Linked DNA regions of Mus musculus: region 1 is linked to region 2. Evidence: chromatin contacts called from public Hi-C data. All regions are on one chromosome and are shown on one strand. The core of a region is the stretch at or near the end of the contact, and the rest is flanking DNA. Distances in the headings are between cores, read along the strand shown.

Region 1 (2,700 bases), core at 37-2,536, 150 kb before region 2:
GTTTGAGGCCAGCCTGGTCTACAGAGTGAGTTCCAGGACAGCCAGGGCTACACAGAGAAACCCTGTCTCAAAAAACAAAAACAAACAAACAAACAAAATTGCTTGTATATAAATCTATAGATATATGTAAGGTCAGCTTATAGCATTAAGTATTCTATCATGTTTATTTAAAAGTCTCTGTATAATTAGATACATTATTAAAAATATTTTAAAGAAAAAGATGAGATAATTCAAACCAACTAAGTATATAAAAATTAACAATATTTTTAAAAATCTATATAACATGATTTCAGAACAAGGGGCTTTAAAGGACAAATATATTAGTTGTTAATATACTATTGGTAGATTAATTAATAATGCTGATATATATATGTATATTCTAGCCAGAATCAATTTCTACTGTACAATGAAACAAAATTGTTGACTCTATGTTCTGAGAAGTATTCAAATGTTATATGTCTAGAATCTGACAGGCTCAAGAAGAAAAGTACATATAATAAGGCACTGTCTGTCAATAAATCTTAAGCTTAAAAAAAAAAAAAGGAAATGGATTGAAGTTTAATACCAAACATGTACCCACTGAGATTAGAACCTAAGCTACCGATGAAGTATTAACTATAATTATTTCTGCCTGTATGTAAGGAAGCAAAGGCCACCTCAATTTTAACAGCCATGATTTCAAAAGGAGACCCAAAGCTTGCAGAAGAGCCATTAGGTTGATACATATAAAATAATGGAGAAATAGACAACCAAAAAACTAAAAGTACAAAATCCAGTAAGATTTTTCTTTTTTTAAATGCTTTTAAAGACTGGGTATGAAAGCTAAGAGAAATATATTAATGAGAGCAGCTAATGAAGCATTTTTAGCATTTTGCTATGCCAAGAAACGTGAATGCTGAAAATAAAGGTCGATCCTCAGTTGTCAAATTCAGACGTCCTTTTAGCATGTTTAGCCTTTTCTCTTTCAAGACTTCAGTTTCTAATGAATCATAGCAATGAATAAAGGGTACTATTATTAATGACTCTTCACTGAGATTTAAGAAAGAAAATTCTTTATCTGCTAATTGGTGCTAAGTATCAAGGACTTTATTGGCTAGAATAGACAGAAAGAAGTAGTTAAGAGGCTTCAGAGAAACAACCCTGCTGGCACATTACCCACTACAGCAGACAAAGACTACTTACGTGAACTCCAGATTAAAACCACCAAAAATGTCCCCTCACATAGCACCAAGCCCAAGCCGTCAGTGAACAGAGGCTGGCAACTTTGGCTCAGCTCAAAGCAGTGATGTAGCTGACTGTGTTGTCTTGATAAGCATACAGGTCACAAAAAGTAGTGAAAGTGTCTGTCTATTTTCAACCAACTGCTGATAGAAAGTAAGTGAGTAACGCCTTATCTCTTAAGTTTCAACCCGTTTTAACAGCAGTGAGTCAGAGAGAAAGGTAATTCAACACTATAAAAGTGGGATTCCCTTTCCTTACTAAAACAGCTCAGTGGTAGAATGTTTGCCTAGCATGCCCAAGGCCCCAGGTATGATTCTCAGCACAGCACAAGCAAAACCCAAAACCCCAACATGCTTTTCCTCTAGCGTATTAAAGCATTTAAATGGCACCCATGCACTACTTCTCATGCAAAGCAGAATTCTCTACACCATAGTGGCGGAAAGACATGTCTTTTTTTTTTTTTTGGCTTTTCAAGACAGGGTTTCTCTGTGTGGCCTTGGCTGTCTTGGAACTCACTTTGTAGACCAGGCTGACCTCAAACACAGAGATCCACCTGGCTCTGACTTCAGAGTGTTGGGATTAAAGGTGTATGTCACTACCTCCCAGCTGGTAAGTAGTTCTTAATAAAAGACAATTCACTATTCTGGAAGCTCTATTTTTTTTTCTTCTTGGGCAAATAAAATCAGCATACTATACGAAAAAGAAAATCTGCTCATCAGTGTATTTTACAAGCTTGTCATCCCATTGTCAGTAACGTTTTGTGGTCATTTCTTTAAATAATTTGATAAAATTCTAAAAAAGATCATTTTTAAAACAAATCAAGTTTAGTACATATTAAATATTAATTTTAGAAACAAACTACATCTAAGCCAGCTGTGATGGTACAAGTGTTTTGAATCTCAGCACTTGAGGCTGAGGTAGGAGGCTCTCAAATTCAAGGCCCACCTAGCTTACATGATAAGCTGCAGGACAGTCTGGGTAATAAAGCAATCAGCTCAAATAATCCAAAATAGATATTCAAATTCTTTTCTTTACTTATTTTGAGACATCGGGGATCAGATCATCCAGGCCTCCGCATGCATCTTAGCCAAGTGCATTATACCGTTGAACTCTACAGCACCCCAGCTCCACAGTCAAGCCTTTGTAAAATAAATCTTAATATCTAACTTGGATGTATCTTGTACAGAGTGAGCAGCTTTAGCTGAAATGGGTAGGACCAAAAATGTTTCAAATTTTCGAGGCTTATTTCATTAATGTTGTTTTGGAGTATTTTTATATACTTATCACTTGGAATCCTTAATTTAAATCTAAAATGCTTAAGAAATCTGAAATTTTAGTATCATGTTGGCACTCAAAAAATCTTGAATTTTGAATTTAAAAACCAAACAAACATCTTGGGAGGAAGGCACTGGAGAAATGGCTAGTTGGTTAAGAGTAACTGCCACTCTTGTAAACAATGAGTTCAGCCCCCACACTCAT
Region 2 (2,700 bases), core at 67-2,566:
CACATTCAGGTTCCATGCAGTTTGGACCTCTCCTCGTGTCTCTGGCAATGTGGGGCAGACCTTTGTTTCTCTGATTGGCAGCCAGGCTTGCCAGCACTGTTTATTGAACGCCTGTCCTTTCCCAGCGGCTCTGGAGCATCATCGTTGTTGTTCACTAAGAATCAGCCTGGGCTTCACTGTCTCTGGGCTCCTTGCTGTAGGGCTCTCCTGTCTTAGATGCAGGTTCTCGCCCTACTCTGTTCATTTCTGTATCCAGTACAATGCACGCTCCTGATACACAGTGTGGTACTCGTCTCTCCTGTTGTTTGAGAGCTATGATTCTTCCTGGTTCTTCGCTCTTCTATGTATATTTTATCAGCTTATCAAAACCGTTTTAAAAGCACTGATAATTTAAACAGTAATGAATCTATAAGCTGCTTTGGAAGAATCTGTGTCATGATGGGGGCTTCTGATCCAGGAACATACTATATCTCTACTTAAATATTTTTCATGTCTTAATAAAAGTTTGTGCTCACCAAAGGAGTCGTGTACATCTCTTGTTATATGTGCTTTTAGGAAACTCATGCATTTGAATACTATAGATAATCTCTCTGTGTGTGCATGTGCATTTGTGTGTGTGCACATGCATGTGCATGCAGTGTTAGGGGTTCACTACAATATCTGTGCATGGTAGGCAAGCCCTTCTGCATTCAGTCACATTCCTAGCCCTTAGTGTTTGAGACAGGGTCTCACTGGTTAACCTGGGCTGGCCAGAGCTCTCACTCTTCTTGACTTAATTTCTGGGAATTGTTAAGTGGATGCCACCTTGCCCAGAACTGTGCCATCATGCTCAAGATACAACTCGCATTAGTGTACCAATCCTGGTCTCATCTTTCAGCCTTGCAGTCAATGGTTTTGTTTCCCACATCTGCCTTTCCTCCTTTTCTTTCCTTCCCTCTCCTCTCTCCCTCCCTTCCTCTCTTTCCTTTATTTTCTTCTCCTTCTTTCCTCCCTCCTCCTCCTTTTAGTGCTGAGTATTGAACCCAGGGACTTGACAAACTAAGGGAACATTCTGCCCCTGAGCTGCAGACACACTACCCTCTCTTCCTTTATGAACTTTTTGTAAAATATATATTTTATGGTATATCATTTAAACTTTGAGTTTTCAAGTTATCTCCTTAATGATTAGAGCTTATAATAAATACATTAATTTATAACAATCTTCTATTTCCAGTGAGATATATTTCAGTAAAATAAAAGTCATTCTTCTAAGACAGTTGTCCCCACCCCCATTCCCGTGCTCTGTGCTTATCTGTAGTCATGACTCCACCCTTCACATCACTGTGCCTTGAAGTTATATTTTACATCTACTGAAGAAAACATGCACTGAGTCTTTAGTCTTCCCCTCAGGTTTTCCCGTCGTCCTCTCTCGTGACTATGAGCCCCTCTATGCCATTTTTCAGACAGCATTTCCTTTAGCAATTGAAAAGCAGGATGGCTACCAATGTATATTTCCAGTCATTATTCTGCCATGCAATTTCCTCTTGGGTTTTGGAAGATGACTTTGCTAGATATAAAACTCTTGGTAGACAGGCTTTTTCTGAAAACATTTGGAATGTAGTCCTGTTTCTGATACTGTTTTAAATACTAAGCCAATTGTTAATTGTATCCTGATTTTTCTCTGTGTTTTAAGTATGACTCTTATATGATATCTTTTTTAAATATGACTCTCTTTTAAATATGATCTCTTGTCTTTTTCTTCTTCTCATTCAGTGCTTGACAGTTTCTGGAAGTCTCTAGTATTTTTCCTTGTTCCATCAATTCTTCAGATTTCGAGGACTTCAGTTCTTGGATTATGATTCAAAATAAAAATTAACTTAGATTTAGGAAATATTGATCAATGTCTATGACATTTCTTCTTGCTCCTGATATTATATTTGTGCCTTTTGACTCAAGAGACTGTCCAAATGTTTCTATAGCAGCAATCCTCCTGCTTCAGCTTCAACTTCTAAACACTGGGAGTACAGGCATGCTTCACCACCCTGGTCCTTATCACCCTCATACAGAGACGCTACAGCAGTGGTTCTCAGCCTGTGGGTTGTGACCCCTTTGGGGGCTGGATGACCCTTTCACAGGAGTCACCTAAGACCATCAGAAAACAGATACTTACACTGTGATTCATAACAGTAGCAAAATTACAGTTAGGAAGTAGCAACAAAAACAATTTTATGGCTGGGGGTCACCATAGCATGGCAAACATTTTTATTAATGGGCTGCAGCATTAGGAAGGTTGAGAATGCCTGCTTTATGGCCTTTTAAACAGGTTCATGCAGACAGGCTTATGTGAGGAAGTCGTGGCAATGTGCCTGTAATTCCAACTGCTCAGGATGCTCAGGCAACAAGTATCAAGACTTGAAGCACAGCACAGGCAACAGAATTCTAGCTTCCCATCCCAAAATAAAACAAAGAAAGTTTTGCCTCCGGAAAATGCAGTCCTCCAGATCTATCGACCTTTCGTGTACTGACAAATTCGTGACTTACAGTCAGACACTGATGGAATGGAACCCATTAATAAAGGCCTGGTCACGGTAGCAAGATTTTTGCCAATTTTATCATAGCTTCACCTATCAACATGACATACTTGGGAGGGAGCCTCAGCAGAAGAACTTCCTCTCTTGGAGTGGCCTGGAGACATGTTTGTGAAGATAGTCTCTTTCATGC

Evidence for each region. A called contact is a pair of places that touch in the nucleus more often than the background predicts.
Region 1: a Hi-C map of the G1E-ER4 cell line shows a contact between it and region 2, with 2.2 times the contacts expected there. The contact joins two enhancer-like sites. A contact is called at or near these places in 1 of 15 datasets of contacts at CTCF or cohesin (large pre-B cells), 10 of 484 Hi-C or Micro-C datasets (B cells, the G1E-ER4 cell line, bone marrow-derived macrophages and 4 more), 1 of 115 datasets of contacts at active chromatin or transcription factors (embryonic stem cells) and 4 of 9 other capture datasets (adipose tissue, embryonic trunk, liver and 1 more).

Annotation. Positions count from the first base shown.
Region 1 is chr2:71,423,312-71,426,011 of GRCm38.p6, reverse strand. All of the region lies in intron 8 of Hat1 (histone aminotransferase 1), which reads right to left. Among named protein-coding and RNA genes, the nearest start is that of Metap1d, 29 kb to the left of the region's middle. Within about 2 kb of position 1,286, at least 4 of the 459 cell types and tissues checked have an H3K27ac peak or open chromatin away from gene starts, as enhancers often do. A contact at or near this core is called in the G1E-ER4 cell line, where this site is marked.
Region 2 is chr2:71,268,882-71,271,581 of GRCm38.p6, reverse strand. No RefSeq gene overlaps it. Among named protein-coding and RNA genes, the nearest start is that of Dync1i2, 58 kb to the right of the region's middle. Within about 2 kb of position 1,316, at least 8 of the 459 cell types and tissues checked have an H3K27ac peak or open chromatin away from gene starts, as enhancers often do. A contact at or near this core is called in the G1E-ER4 cell line, where this site is marked.